3 separate regions of the Pan troglodytes genome follow, and all the other regions are linked to region 2. The links are chromatin contacts, called in public HiChIP or PLAC-seq maps. All regions are on one chromosome and are shown on one strand. Each heading gives the region's core, a stretch centred on a gene start, on an enhancer-like site or on the middle of the called end of the contact. The rest is flanking DNA. Distances are from core to core; before and after follow the strand shown.

The links. HiChIP or PLAC-seq counts read pairs in DNA pulled down with a chosen protein or histone mark.
Region 1: a contact with region 2 is called in an H3K4me3 HiChIP or PLAC-seq map of stem cell-derived excitatory neurons, with 4 times the contacts expected there. The contact joins the promoter of SESN2 here to the promoter of RAB42 in region 2. A contact is called at or near these places in 1 of 1 datasets of contacts at active chromatin or transcription factors (stem cell-derived excitatory neurons) and 1 of 1 other capture datasets (stem cell-derived neural stem cells).
Region 3: an H3K4me3 HiChIP or PLAC-seq map of stem cell-derived excitatory neurons shows a contact between it and region 2, with 5 times the contacts expected there. The contact joins the promoter of ATP5IF1 here to the promoter of RAB42 in region 2. A contact is called at or near these places in 1 of 1 datasets of contacts at active chromatin or transcription factors (stem cell-derived excitatory neurons) and 1 of 1 other capture datasets (stem cell-derived neural stem cells).

Annotation. Positions count from the first base shown.
Region 1 is chr1:202,732,555-202,737,104 of NHGRI_mPanTro3-v2.0_pri, forward strand. SESN2 (sestrin 2) reads right to left here and starts at 2,855. Exons shown (of 10, transcript XM_016957397.4): 1 at 2,365-2,855. The coding sequence starts at 2,454.
Region 2 is chr1:202,388,474-202,393,017 of NHGRI_mPanTro3-v2.0_pri, forward strand. RAB42 (RAB42, member RAS oncogene family) reads right to left here and starts at 2,114. Exons shown (of 2, transcript XM_054664758.2): 1 at 1,635-2,114. The coding sequence starts at 1,867.
Region 3 is chr1:202,757,174-202,761,487 of NHGRI_mPanTro3-v2.0_pri, forward strand. It overlaps ATP5IF1 (ATP synthase inhibitory factor subunit 1), which reads right to left and starts at 1,313. Exons shown (of 3, transcript XM_003338984.7): 1 at 1,076-1,313; 2 at 894-985. The coding sequence starts at 1,162. DNAJC8 (DnaJ heat shock protein family (Hsp40) member C8) reads left to right here and starts at 831. Exons shown (of 11, transcript NM_001279783.1): 1 at 831-1,013; 2 at 2,839-2,964; 3 at 4,205-4,314.

The DNA.
Region 1 (4,550 bases), core at 1,605-4,104, 340 kb after region 2:
AAGGCAATGAGCTCCTGAAAGGGAGTGTGTGGTGAAGTGACAGGGAGTTAAGGGAGCTGCACGCCTGGGTCTTCTCTTGGGCCTCGGGCACCTGACTCAAAGATCAGCACCCTGCTGTCTTCTAAGGATGCCACCACTCAAAGCAGAAACTGTCAGAAGGACCTCTTTTCTCGAGAGAGGAATACACAGAAATCTCCCAGATAGGCCAGGTGCGGTGGCTCATGCCAGTAATCTCAGCACTTTGGGAGGCCAAGGCAGGTGGATCACCTGAGGTTAGGAGTTCAAGATCAGCCTGGCCAACATGCTGAAACTGTTTCTACTGAAAATACAAAAATTAGCTGGGCATGGTGGCGCATGCCTGTAATCCCAACTACTAGGGAGGCTGAGGCAGGAGAATTGCTTGCACCTGGGAAATGGAGGTTGCAGTGACCTGAGATCGTGCCACTGCACTCCAGCCTGGGCAACAGAGCAAGACTCCATCTCAAAAAAAAAAAAAAAAAAAGAAAAAGAAACCTCCCAGATAGCAGCAGTTTTCTCCACTGAGGAAACATGGCTTCTGTGTAAAGATCCCTCCCTCAAAGCCTTTTCTCCCTAGACCAGTTCCCAGGCACTGACCCAGAGAGGGGTGTACAGTGTCTGATCTCAGGAACAGGCTCAGGCACCCCCTTGTGAGACACTCTGGAGAAAGCTGTGCATGCCATGGCCACGTTCTGATAATAGCAAGCAAGTATCACGCAGTTACTATGTTCCAGTCACAGTGCTTCAGCCTTTGCTTGTATTCTGAGTTAATTCTCCCAACAATCCCTTAGAGATACTGTAAAATCCCCATGGGAAGAAACCACAGATCAGAGAAGTGATTACTGGCTAAGCCACACACTGCAAGTTAGCAGGAGGGCTGGGACATGAACCCAGCACTCTTGCTCTCTAGTGTTCAGGTGTTCTCAATAGTAACATTATTTCCATCTTTCCAAAGAAGTCACACCGCTGAGAAGCTGCAGGAGAAGAGCCATTCCTCCACATGGCGCTCCTAAATCACGGCAGAGAAGGGTAAGCAAGCTAACAAAAACCAGGGCACAAACCATACACCGACGGAGGTAGGATCCCCAGAAACCACGTTACTAAGAGAAGAGCAGGGATTTTCTTGGGGTCATAGCACTCCACCAAATCCCAGGTCCAGAATACAACTTCCACTACACTCTAGGCCTGTAAACTAAAGCAACTAGAAGCTCCTAGTGCCGTGCAATCTCAGAAATCATAAGGCCAAAGAACAAGATATTCAGTGGGGTTAATGAAGAAAGCCTCTTTCTGAGCCCATCGTGGGCCTCAATGTTCTTCCTGTAAAATGGGGCTATAGCGTAGCTTGTATTGCTGGTTTAGTCCTGAGGACTTAGGTTAAAGGCGAAAAAAACTCAGAGCCTGGTATCTAGTAGGTGCATAATAAATGATAAGATGTCCATTATCGCTGCTGCTGGTAGTGGTGGGGGAGTGCGAACTGTCAGTCTGGTTAGGTCCAGCCTAATTCCCGGTCTCCCTGCAAAGCCCCTGCGGGCTATGCCGGGATGCGAATGCGGGGGGGGGCGGGGGGGGGGTGGAGGGGAGCGGCGCGAAGGGAGGGTGGGGGAGGAATTTCTGGAAAACAAACTTCTGGGCCTTCAGACCACTTACTTAGCAGGGCGCAGCCTAATCCGCGCTTGGCTTCGGAAGCCGCGACCGGGGTTGTCCCCTCTCCCCCCAGCTTTGGCTGCCGCCGCTGCCGCGTACCGGGCGGCCCGCCAAGCCCCCAGAGCCCCTGCGCTCTCCCTCCAAAGCAGGAGTGCGGGGGACATGGGATGAGGTCAACTTTCACTGGCCAGTCCCAGGTGCCTACGCCCCGCGCTGGGGGACAGGAGCCGGGAGACACCCCAGGAAGGGTCCTCTGCCCGCCGGCCCCCACGAAGAGGAAGAGACTCCGCGGAAGGGGGCGGGGAGGAGGAGTGGTCTGGCCGCTCCGGCCGGGATTTGCCTGGACTTGAAGACGCTCAGGAGCCCAAAGCTCGGAGAGCCTCCAGAAGGCTTCTCCCTCATTGGCCAGGAGTCCGAGGGAGCCGAGGAAGGATCCGCGGCCCTTGTGGGGGGGGCGGTGAGGCAGAGGGGGAGAGGGAGGGAGGAGGGGGAGAGGGAGAAGGAGAAGGAGGGAGAGGGGAGACAGAGGGGGGGAGGGGTGCCGAGGGCCGCGGCTGCCAGTTGATGCAACCCGGGTCCCGGGTTACGCGCTCGGCTTTCCCTCCCCGAGCCCAGGACACACCGACTCAGCTCAGGACAGCCTGAGGCTCAGACGCGGTTCGGGGTTCCAGGGAAGAGGGGCGTCGCGCGGCCGCCGCTTACCTCTCCGGGGCCCGAGTCGCCGACGCCGCCCGGGGCGAACCGCAGGTAGTCCTTGAGCTCTGCGCGGCACTCGGAGTCCGCCACGATCATGGTGCGCGCCAGGACCCGGTCGCGGCTCGCCGACGACCCGTGCACCCGAGTGGGTTTCGGAGGGACGCCCGAAGGAAGCCGGGACTGGGCGCCGCCGGGGAGCTTCTAGAACCCCGGGGCGTCTCTCGGGGCTCCAGAACGCTCCGGAATCCGAGAACGGCCGCTTTGGTGCTGGACTCTTCCCCCAGTCGGGCTTCGGGAACGGCGAACGGCCTCGGGGGCCTGGGAAGGGCCGCAGCGCAGGGGTTTTCACGGCCTCGGAAGTCCGCAGGGGCCAGGGCTGCTCGCGGACCCAGCGCTCCTCAGCATCCCCGCCGCGGAACTGCCAGCGCTCGCCGGGCTCTGACACCAGCAGTTCAGCCCGCTGCGGTCCCCGGGGGAGGGCGGGGACACAAAAGCCCGGCGGTCCAGCCAATCAGAGGTCTGTTTCCCCGGGGAGGCGGGGGAAACTCCGCCCCCTGGAGTCACGGGCTCCGCCAATCAGCACCGGGGAGCGCCCGGAATTCTGGGAGTTGTAGTCCGCCTCGGGTGAATGCTGCAAACTTTTGCAAGACGGTTTAGTCAGATCCCTGGCAACACCAGACGGCAGTGACAGCCCGAAGAGTCATTAGGGTTGCGTGATGAAAAGGGACTTCACTGGGCTAGGCCAAACAGCCGAGTGTGAAATCTCCTAAATGAATTCTTCATCTTTTCAGTTCCTGGAGGGACTGGCTAGGGTTAAGAGAGGTTTGGCTCGCGTCCTATCCGGTGCTGCTAATTATAGAACTGAACCCCAGATATTTAGAGGTCAGAGGGCACAACCCTGCTCCCTCTGGCCTCGGGGAAGCTCCAAAGATGCGAGACACAGGGAATTCACCTTATTTGTGGAGCCTCAGGAAAAGCCTTCATTCCTTGAAATGTCATTGGTAACTTCGTGTGGAACCTCAATCCCTATTGCTGGAAGTTTTCTTCCTTCTGCTACCCGTCCTGGCTTCCACCCCTGCCACCCTCCTCGAAACTTTGTAACAAGGTGTTCTGCTGGATCTTTGCTCACCTCTCCCTCTGGCCTTCTCTGACTCCTCTTTCACCACCCACTTCCTAAAACGTGGGTGCTTCCCCAGTTTCTGTTTTTACCCCTCTTCCCTCCAGACACTCTCCCTGATCTCATCCACTTCCTGGCCTTCAACTCGCCTCTTGCCAGAAAGTTGCCTCTACCAACACCTCAGCACCTCCAAGCTAAATTCATTTTCTATTCATTTCAAACGGAGCCTCTTCCTTCACAGTTTTCCTTCAGAGCTCCTTTTTTTGTTTCCATTTTAAAGTTATTGTTTATTCTAGACAGGGAATCCTGCCAGGGGTGAGGGTGGATAAGACCCCCAAGTCCCCCTCTGAGACTTCTAAGTCTAAGCTTACAATTCCAAAGATGAAACCGACTTGGTTTCCTGCCTCCAGATTCTTGGGAAAAAGCGATTAATCTCACCCTCCCTTGAGCTCCCAAGGCACTTGAGCTGGATCTCTTTTCACATGTATCACATTCTACCTAGTTTTTTTTGTGTTTTTGTTTTTTGTTTTTTAATAAATAGAGACAGGGTCTCCATATGTTGCCCAGGCTGGTCTCAAACTCCTGAGCTCAAGCGATTCTCTCACCTCAGCCTCCCAAAGTGCTAGGATTATAGGCATGAGCCACCATGTCCAGCCACATTCTGCCTTGTATTGTAATTTTATATGTACATGTTTTATCTGACCCTTTTTTCTTTTTATTAGTATTGTTTTTTAGAGATGGGGTCTAGCTCTGTCACACAGACTGGAGTACAGTGGCGTGATCATAGCACGCTGCAGCTTCAAATTCCTGGGCTCAAGCAATATTCCCTCCTCAGCCCCCCAAATCAATCACTGGGGTTACAGGTGTGCACCACTGAGTCTGGCTTATCTGATCTTTTTAATTGTAAACTCCTTGAGGGCAGGGTCTACATCTTTTTTTTTTTTTTTTGAAACAGAGTCGCACTCTGTCGCCCAGGCTGGAGTGCAGTGGCCCGATCTTGGCTCACTGCAACCTCTGCCTCCCAGGTTCAAGCAATTCTCCTGCCTCAGCCTCCTGAGTAGCTGGGATTACAGGC
Region 2 (4,544 bases), core at 864-3,363:
GAACCCCTGACCTCAGGTGATCCACTGTCCTTGGCCTCCAAAAATGCTAGGATTACAGGCGTGAGCCACCATGCCTGGCCATCAGAACTTTCTTTTCTGTAGAAAGCCTCGACTCCAAAATCCAGGAAGCATGACTGTGTCAGGATACTGTTTATATGAACCCTTCTGTCATTTGTCCTCCAGAGAGATATTAACACTCCCCATCCCACCAGGTGGGCTAAGGCTGGGACTGCTTTAACCCTTCCTCTCCTAGAGTCAACACTGGCATGGGCCTGGGTGCTGCTTCCTGCTGGGGGACCTGGGGATTTGGGTCTTGTGGATGAGCCGGACACCCCCCCAGCCCTCTTCTAGCTTGATGTCCCCCTGCTGCAGGGCCTGCTGGATAGCATCAGCGAGGGTGTCAAAGGCCAGGTCCACATTGCAGTTGTTTTTAACCGAGGTCTCCACGAAGGCCATGCCCAGGGAGGCAGCTAGCTCCTCGGCCTCCTGGGCTGAGACACAGCGGGTGCTCTGCAGGTCACTCTTGTGGCCAACCAGCAGGAAGATGACCTTGTCCGGGCCCTGAGTGGCCATGACCTCCTGGTGCCAGTCTTGGATGTGTTCAAAGGACTTCCTGTTTGTCACATCAAAGACCAGCCGGACACCCACCACATTCCGGTAAAAGGACCTGGTGATGCACCTGGGGAGGCAGGGAGGTGGAAAGGTAAGCTGGGAGAGGCTGATGCCTCCATGACACCCCCAGAGGCAGGACCTCCTCCCGCTGGGATCCACAGAATGCCTCACACCCCAACAGTGCTCACTTCACACGGCCCCGTGGTTCTCTGCCTCGGTGTCTGTGTCTCTCCTAACAGTCTGGGTGCTGGCCGGGTGCGGTGGCTCACGCCTGTAATCCCAGCACTTTGGGAGGCCGAGGCGGGTGGATGTGGATCACGAGATCAGGAGATCCAGACCATCCTGACTAACACGGTGAAACCCCGTGTCTCTACTGAAAATACAAAAAAATTAGCCGGGCGTGGTGGCGGGCGCCTGTAGTCCCAGCTACTTGGGAGGCTGAGGCAGGAGAATGGCGTGAACCCAGGAGGCGGAGCTTGCAGTGAGCCGAGATCGCACCACTGCACCCCAGCCTGAGCGACAGAGAGAGACTCCGTCTCAAAAAAAAAAAAAAAAAAGAAAAGAAAAAAGTCTGGGTGCTCCAGTTAGGGAGCAAGCGTGACTTGAATCCCTCATTCCTGGAGAAGGCCTGGTGCTGCCCTGACCTAGGTCTTCGTTCCTCTGTTCTCTTCCTGGCAAACTCCTGCTGATCCTCTCTCCCTTCCACATCTCCTCGACACTTCCCGCTCTGTTCCCCTGAGCTCTCAGCACCCGGGGCCAGTATCACTCAGCATCTCTCCAGAGTCCAGAGCTCAAAGCCAGGGATGTTCCTGGTCTCTGGGACTCGACCCACCCCGCAGTGTTCGTGGGAAAAATGACTCCGAGCAGGGGAGGGTCTGGCCCCAGTGGACCGGGCGGGACCCAGGGCAGGGACCTCGCCCTCCGCCTGACCTCTGAGTTGGCCTCTCGGGAGTTGCCGTGGCCGAGCGCACGCTCACCGAGCCCCCTACCAGAAGTCCCTCCCGCGCCCCGGCTACCCGCACCTGAAGCGCTCGTGGCCCGCGGTGTCCCAGAGTTGCAGCTTGACCCGCGGCCCGGCCCGCAGCTGCAGCGCGCGGCGGTAGCACTCGGCGCCCACCGTGGGCTCGGGCTCGGGCTCCGGCTCCGGGGCGCCAGGCGCGCCTGCCACGTAGCTCCGCAGCAGCGACGTCTTGCCCACCGCCGCGTCCCCCAGCAGCGCGACCCGAAATTGGTAGCGGCAGCCCTCGGCCTCCATGGCCGCGTCCGCCACCCCGCCGCCCCGCGGCCGTTTTGTCCGCGCCCCGACCCCGCCCCTGCCCGGGGCCCCGCTGGCACCGCCCCCCGCTCCCCGCGCCCAGCCACCGTCCCCGGCGGGGCACCGAGGGCGTCGGACCGAGTGGAAACTCCTGGCCAAGTTTCTCTCTCTCGAAGCCTCAATTCTCTCCTCTGTAAAAGGGGGCTAATGATGACCCCTACTTCACAGGATAAAGGGACTAAACTAGATGAAGTGAGGAGGGGCATGGGGAGGAGACTAACAGCGCTGAAGCATCCACCTCACTCATTCCTTAATCTCCAGCCCCACCCCCTTACCCGCTCCACACCGCTCCCCCGCCCCCTCCCCCCCCACCCCCCCACCCCCCCCCCGCCTCCTCTGTGGGTTCCCTAGTTGGCGCCCAACCCTCTGCTGGACCCGGGAAGGCCACTCTGGAAGTGAGTGGTTAGTAGATGCTCCCTCTCCACCCAGAAGCCCTTTCCTGGAGCCCTCATTAGCCCTGGTCTGGGGCCTCTAGTTCAGTGTTCAGGTTCAACGTTCAACAGCCCCCACGGCTTCCTCTAATGCCTGTCTGAGTTGGACACCAGGGCCCCAGAAGGAACTTGGGCACAGTCTGGTTGAGGAGGCAGGACAGACACAGACAACTGCAATTCTAAAGGGAGTGCAGTTGGCCTGTGGATTTGACAACTAACATGTATGAGGCCAACGGTCAGTTCATGTTTTGTGGACAGCAACCCTTTGATAGTGCCATGGGAGTGCCCCTCTTAGAGCTGAGGAGACTGAGGCTCAGAGGCACGGCTTGTCTCAGGTCACACAGCAGAGTTGGGACTCACATCCAGGTTTGTCTCATCCTTCATCACCCCTTCGATGCCACAAAAGGGGACAAAGCAGGTCCCACGAGCACTAAGACACTGGTTGAGTTTTGCTTGGGTGAGGGGCTAGGGTGAGGCAGCACATGAGCCTCCAAGGTTTACTCCACCCTTTCCAGGCTGGCCTTCTGGAAACCCAGGGCACTGAGGCTGGAGTTCCAGTTGCTCCAGCCAACTCTAGTCTTTCTAGTCTCGTTTTTATTTATTTACTTATTTATTTTTGAGATGGAGTCTCACTCTGTCGCCCAGGCTAGAGTGCAGTGGCACAATCTCGGCTCACTGCAACCTCCACCTCCTGGGTCCAAGCCATCCTCCCAACTCAGCCTCCCAAGTAGCTGGGATTATAGGCACCTACCACCACGCCCAGCTAATTTTTGTATTTTTAGTAGAGACGGGGTTTCACCGTGTTAGCCAAGGTGGTCTCAAACTCCTGACCTCAAGTGATCCGCCCGCCTCCATCTCCCAAAATGCTGGGATGCTGGGATTACAGGTGTGAACCTGTACCACGCCTGGCCCACATGCACTTCTGACCATCTCTGATGTCAGTCTCTCTCCCAGGCTGCAGGCTCCTTGAGGGCAGGGGCTGATGATTGTATCCTCAGGGCCTAACTCAGTGCTTGGCATAAAGTAGAAACTCAAGGCGCAGTGGCTCACACCTGTGATCCCAGCACATTTGGAGGCTGAGGGTGGATCACTTCAGGTCAGGAGTTCGAGACCAGCCTGGCCAACATGGTGAAACCCCGTTTTTACTAAAAATACAAAAATTAGTCGGGCATGGTGGCACGTGCTTATAATCCCAGCTACTTGGGAGGCTGAGGCAGGAGAATCGCTTGAACCCGGGAGGTGGAGGTTGCAGTGAGCCAAGATCGCGCCACCGCACTCCAGCCTGGGTGACAGAGCGAGACTCCGTCTCAAAAAAAAAACAAAAAACAAAGTAGAAGCTCAGTAAATATTTATAGCTAGATGAATTAATGAAAGTGGGTAAGTGCTGTTCATTCACCCATCCATTCATTCCGTCAAACACCATCATAGAGCTGGACTTGGGAAGCCAAAGGGTCAAAGAAGCCCATCCCAGCTGATGTTGAAGCTGAGTCTCCAAGGATAAGTGGGATCTGGGAAGGTCAAGGAGAAAGGAGAATCCAGAGAGGCATGAAGCAGCTGGAAATGCAGTCTGACCCCAGCCCTCCCTGAGGCCTTTCCAGTCAGCCCACATGGGCAATGCACTGTCAGCATCTGGCTTCTTGAACTTCCTCCCTTTCCCAGATGCTCCTGCTGTGGGCTGGGATCATGTGTCTGCCTCTGACTGCAGTTAAATCCAGATGTCAGCTGACTTCTGCCATGACTTCTGCCACAGATTCACTGTGTAACCTGGGGTAAGTTATTTCCCTTCCCTGATCCCTGCTTCCTCTTCTGCTAAGTCAGGCAAATCATGGTACCTAATCTCACAGGGTAGTTCTGGAGGAGCCGCGTGACACAGCAGTTAAGGTTATCTGCACTTGCATTAGAACATATCTGGGTTGGGTTGGGCGCGGTGGCTCACGCCTGTAATCCCAGCACTTTGGGAGGCTGAGGTAGGCAGATCAGGAGGTCACGACCATCCTGGCCAACATGGTGAAACCCCGTCTCTACTAAAAATATAAAAATTAACTGGGCGTGATGGCATGCGCCTGTAGTCCCAGCTACTTGGGAGGCTGAGGCAGGAGAATCACTTGAACCCGGGAGGCAGAGGTTGCAGTGAGCCTAGATTGCACCATTACACTTCGGATACTCCATCACACACACACAAAAAA
Region 3 (4,314 bases), core at 63-2,562, 370 kb after region 2:
GGGACTGGATTACAATGTTGGTTTGGTCACATTTAGGCCTCAGTTTTCCTTAACTACAAAATGTAGGGGCTCAATTAGATAGTCTCTAACGGCTGTACCTTGGCTCTCTATACGGTATGGCAGGTGTCATGGTGATAATTCTCAACAGAAGGCAGAAGTGAAAGGCCAAAGGACAAGCAAAAGCAAGATTAATTCCTCACTGCTCTCCAGAGTGGACAGAAGTCAGTTAAAGATAACTCAGGGCTGGCAAAGGGAGGCCCAGCCCACTCCATACTCCTAAGCAGGAGAGGGAAATCTACAGGTCTAGGCTGGGCTGAGTAGGGCAAAAGCCTTTAGAAGATGGTGTCCAACCATAAGTAGCTCCCATGACCAGCTCCCATCATCCTCACCCTTGCGGAGTCAGGGGTCTAGAAACACCTGAGAAGCCTGAATGCATGCAGGCTTGCAAAGCTAAGGCGTGCTGGCGAGGAAGGAGAGCGTAGAGGGGGTGACAGGTGGGTAAGGGCCGAGGGAGTCAGGCTGGGAGGCAAACGTTGGACGGTCGGATCTAGACACTGTGCGAAGAATCTGGGGGTGTTTCGCACGACCTGAGGAGAACTCCACGCGGGAGATGGTAATGATGAAGGAGGAGTTGAGCCGTGGGTTGTTTTGGAGACCCGCCGGTGGAAATGGTTTGGGGGCCTGAAACTGTTGTGCAGGGAACTGGGAGTGCCCTATACGTGGCAACGGTCGGGACATCAAGGGTTAGGGTATACTGGATTGGGGCCCGGGAGTTCTGTTGGGGGATGGGGCGCCCAAGGCACCAGGTAGGAACGGGTGGGGCGATTGGCAGTTTAAGGATTGGAAGGCCCTTGGGAGATCTAGGGCTGGACTTGGGACCCGGTGAGCCTCACCGGAAATATCGTTCCTCTTCAGCCTGCTCTCTCTTTCCGAAGGCCCCACCGGCTTCCCGGATGGAGCCCGCGCCCCGGTCGACATTCTCGGACTGCAGAGAGACAGGGACACTGGTAAAGGTACGGAAGCAAAGATGGGATCCGCCCGCGGGGCTGGAGCAGCGGACACTGCCGCAGCGTACCTGATCCGAGCCGAAGCCTCGGGCTTGCATGGTCCTCACGCCCCACACGCCAAGCCACGTCCGCGCCGCCAACGCCGTCACTGCCATTGCTGCTGGAGCTGCACCTCTGGCGTCTCTGCCGCAGCAAGCAGTCTCTCGTTACGCGCTAATGGCAGGGACGGCCAAGCACTCAATCTGGTCGACGCAGGGGCGGATGAACACAGGAATAGCGAATCACGGGAGAGCGGAGGCGGGCTTCCCGGAGCTCACAGCGAATCCCGAGCAAGAGACGGGTTTATTCTTAGCCAACCGCTAGCAAGGGCTTAGGGCCAAAGGACTGGAAAGAGGAATGATGGAGGAGTTTGGAGAGCTGAGTGAGGAGAGTGACGGAAGCCGAAATTTCGGCTCTTGGACCCATCAGAATGAGGCGTGGCGTCCACCTCCAGCCCACGATTTCAATTCTAAAGTCGTTATTATTCAAAGCTCAAAGGAAGTTTTCCCTTCCCTGGCCTGCTAGCATCAATAAAATGGGGGAATTCGGGGTTTGGGAGCTGTGTCCAGGATGCTGATGTCCAGGATACCGACGTCCAATGTGCCCTGGCTTAGATATACATAAATCGCGCTCATTTGTTATGAGAAGTGGCAGTGTTCTGGCTGGGCGCGGTGGCTCACGCCTGTAATCCCAACACTTTGGGAGGCCGAAGTGGGTGGATCACCTGAGGTCCGGAGTTCGAGACCAGCCTGGCCAACATGGAGAAACCCCGTCTCTACTAAAAATACAAAAATCAGCCGGGTGTGGTGGCACGCGACTGTAATCGCAGCTACTCAGGAGGCCGAGACAGGAGAATTGGCTTGAACCCGGGAGGCGGAGGTTGCAGTGAGCCGAGATTGCGCAACTGCACTCCAGCCTGGTGACAAAGCGAGACTCCGTCTCAAAACAAACAAAAAAAAGAAAACCCAAATTATAACTTGACCACCTCAGGCACAGTTTCCTAGGACCTCTTGAGGCTGTGTTTCCCCAAGCTATGGTCACTCATCTTGGCTCAGAATAAACCTTTTAAAAATATTTTAGTTTGTTTTTTTCGTTAGCAACATATTGTTGAATGGGCTTAATAACTGCACTTTTGGCAATGTGGTGCAATGCAGTAGAAAAGAGCAGGCCAGGTGCGGTGGCTCACACCTGTAATCCCAGCACTTTGGGAGGCCGAGGCGGGCAGATCACCTGAGGTTGGGAATTCGAGACCAGCCTGACCAACATGGAGAAACGCCATCTCTACTAAAAAAAAATATGAAAAATTAGCTGGGCATGGTGGCGCATATCTGTAATCCCAGCTACTCGGGAGGCTGAGGCAGGAGAATCGCTTGAACCTGAGAGGCAGGGGGTGCAGTGAGCTGAGATCACGCCACTGCACTCCAGCCTGGTCAACAAGAGAGAAACTGTCTCAAAAATAAATAAATAAAAATAAAAAATAAATTAGCTAGGCGTGGTGGCACATGCCTGTAATCCCAGCTACTTGGGAGGCTGAGGCAGGAGAATGCTTGAACCCGGGAGGCTGAGGTTGCGGTGAGCTGAGATCACGCTATTGCACTGCAGCCTGGGTAACAAGAGCGAAACTCTGTCTCAAAAAAAAAAAAAAAGGATAATTAGGAGTCTAGGGAAAGCTTGACCTTAACCTCCCTTCATCCATATAATGAATATGAACAAGACAACAGTAGTCTTTACTCTCATGAAGTTTATAGCTCTTCTCTAACTCATTTTCTCTTCTCTGTTTCTTCTTTTTTAGATGAGAGAATTGGGCCAGATTATCTACCTGATTGATGATTATAAAAATACCTTCTTTGGGGCTGGGCGTGGTGTCTCACACCTGTAATCCCAGCACTTCGGGAGGCCGAGGCGGATGGATCATGAGGTCAGGAGTTCGAAATCAGCCTGACTAACTCCGTCTCTACTAAAAATACAAAAATCAGCCGGGCGTGGTGACATGCGCCTGTAATCTCAGCTACTCAGGAGGTTGAGGCAGGAGAATCGCTTGAACCTGGGAGGCGGCGGTTGCAGTGAGCCAAGATCATGCCACTGCACTCCAGCCTGGGCAACAGAGCAAGCCTCTGCCTCAAAAAAAACAAAACAAACAAACAAACAAAAAAAACCTTCTTTGTTTTCTATGAAATAGTAAAACTGGCTTTATTGATCATATTTTAGTTGAGAAAATAGCAGCCCTGCCTGGTATTTTGTTTAATTCCATTTATGTGAAATACGTATTCACATATTGTTTAACTCCATTTATGTGAAATATCCAGAATAGGTAAATCCATATAGATAGAACACAGATTGCTTGTTTTCAGGGACTGGGGAGAGGGGGCGAATAGGGAGTAACTGCTTAATAGGTACTAGGTCTCCTCGGCCAGGCGCGGTGGCTCACGCCTGTAATCCCAGCACTTTGGGAGGCCAAGGCGAGCGGATTACGACGTCAGGAGATCGTAGACCATCCTGGCCAACATGGTGAAAATCCGTCTTTACTAAAAATATAAAAATTAGCGGGGCATGGTGGTGTTTGTCTGTAATCTCAGCTACTCGGGAGGCTAAGGCAGGAGAATTTCTGGAACCGGGGAGGTGCCACTGCACTCCAGCCTGGGTGACAGAGTGAGACTCCGTCTAAAAAAAAAAAAGTAGATACTAAGTCTCCTTTTGAGGTGATGAAACTATTTTGGAACCAGATAGACATGGTGGTTGCAGAACATTGTGAATGTTCTGAAGACCGCTGAGCTGGTCCGGCGCGGTGGCTCATGCCTGTAATTCCTGTACTTCGGGAGGCCTGGGCAACATGGCAAGACCCCGTCTCCACAAAAGTACATAAAATTAGCCGGGCATGGTGGCGCGCGCCTGCAGTCCCAGCTACTCGGGAGGCTGAAGTGAGAGGATCGCTTGAGCTTGGGAGGTCGAGGCTGCAGTGAGCTGTGATTGCACCACTCGACTCCAGCCTGGACGACAGAGATCCTGTCTCAAAAATAAATAAATAAATAAACCCACTGAATTATTCACTTTTTCTTTTATTCTTCTTATTATTTTTTACCTAACAATAACTTAAGCACATTATTTACTTTAAAGTGGTTAATTATATGTTATGTGTAATTCGTTTAAATTTTAAAAAGCCCACCTACGTTTAAAGTGCCTGGCTGGGCTGCGAGCCCTTTAAGAACCTCTCAGACGGGAGGCGGGGCTAGAGGAGCGGACCTGTAAGAATCACGTGAGGCGACGCCGG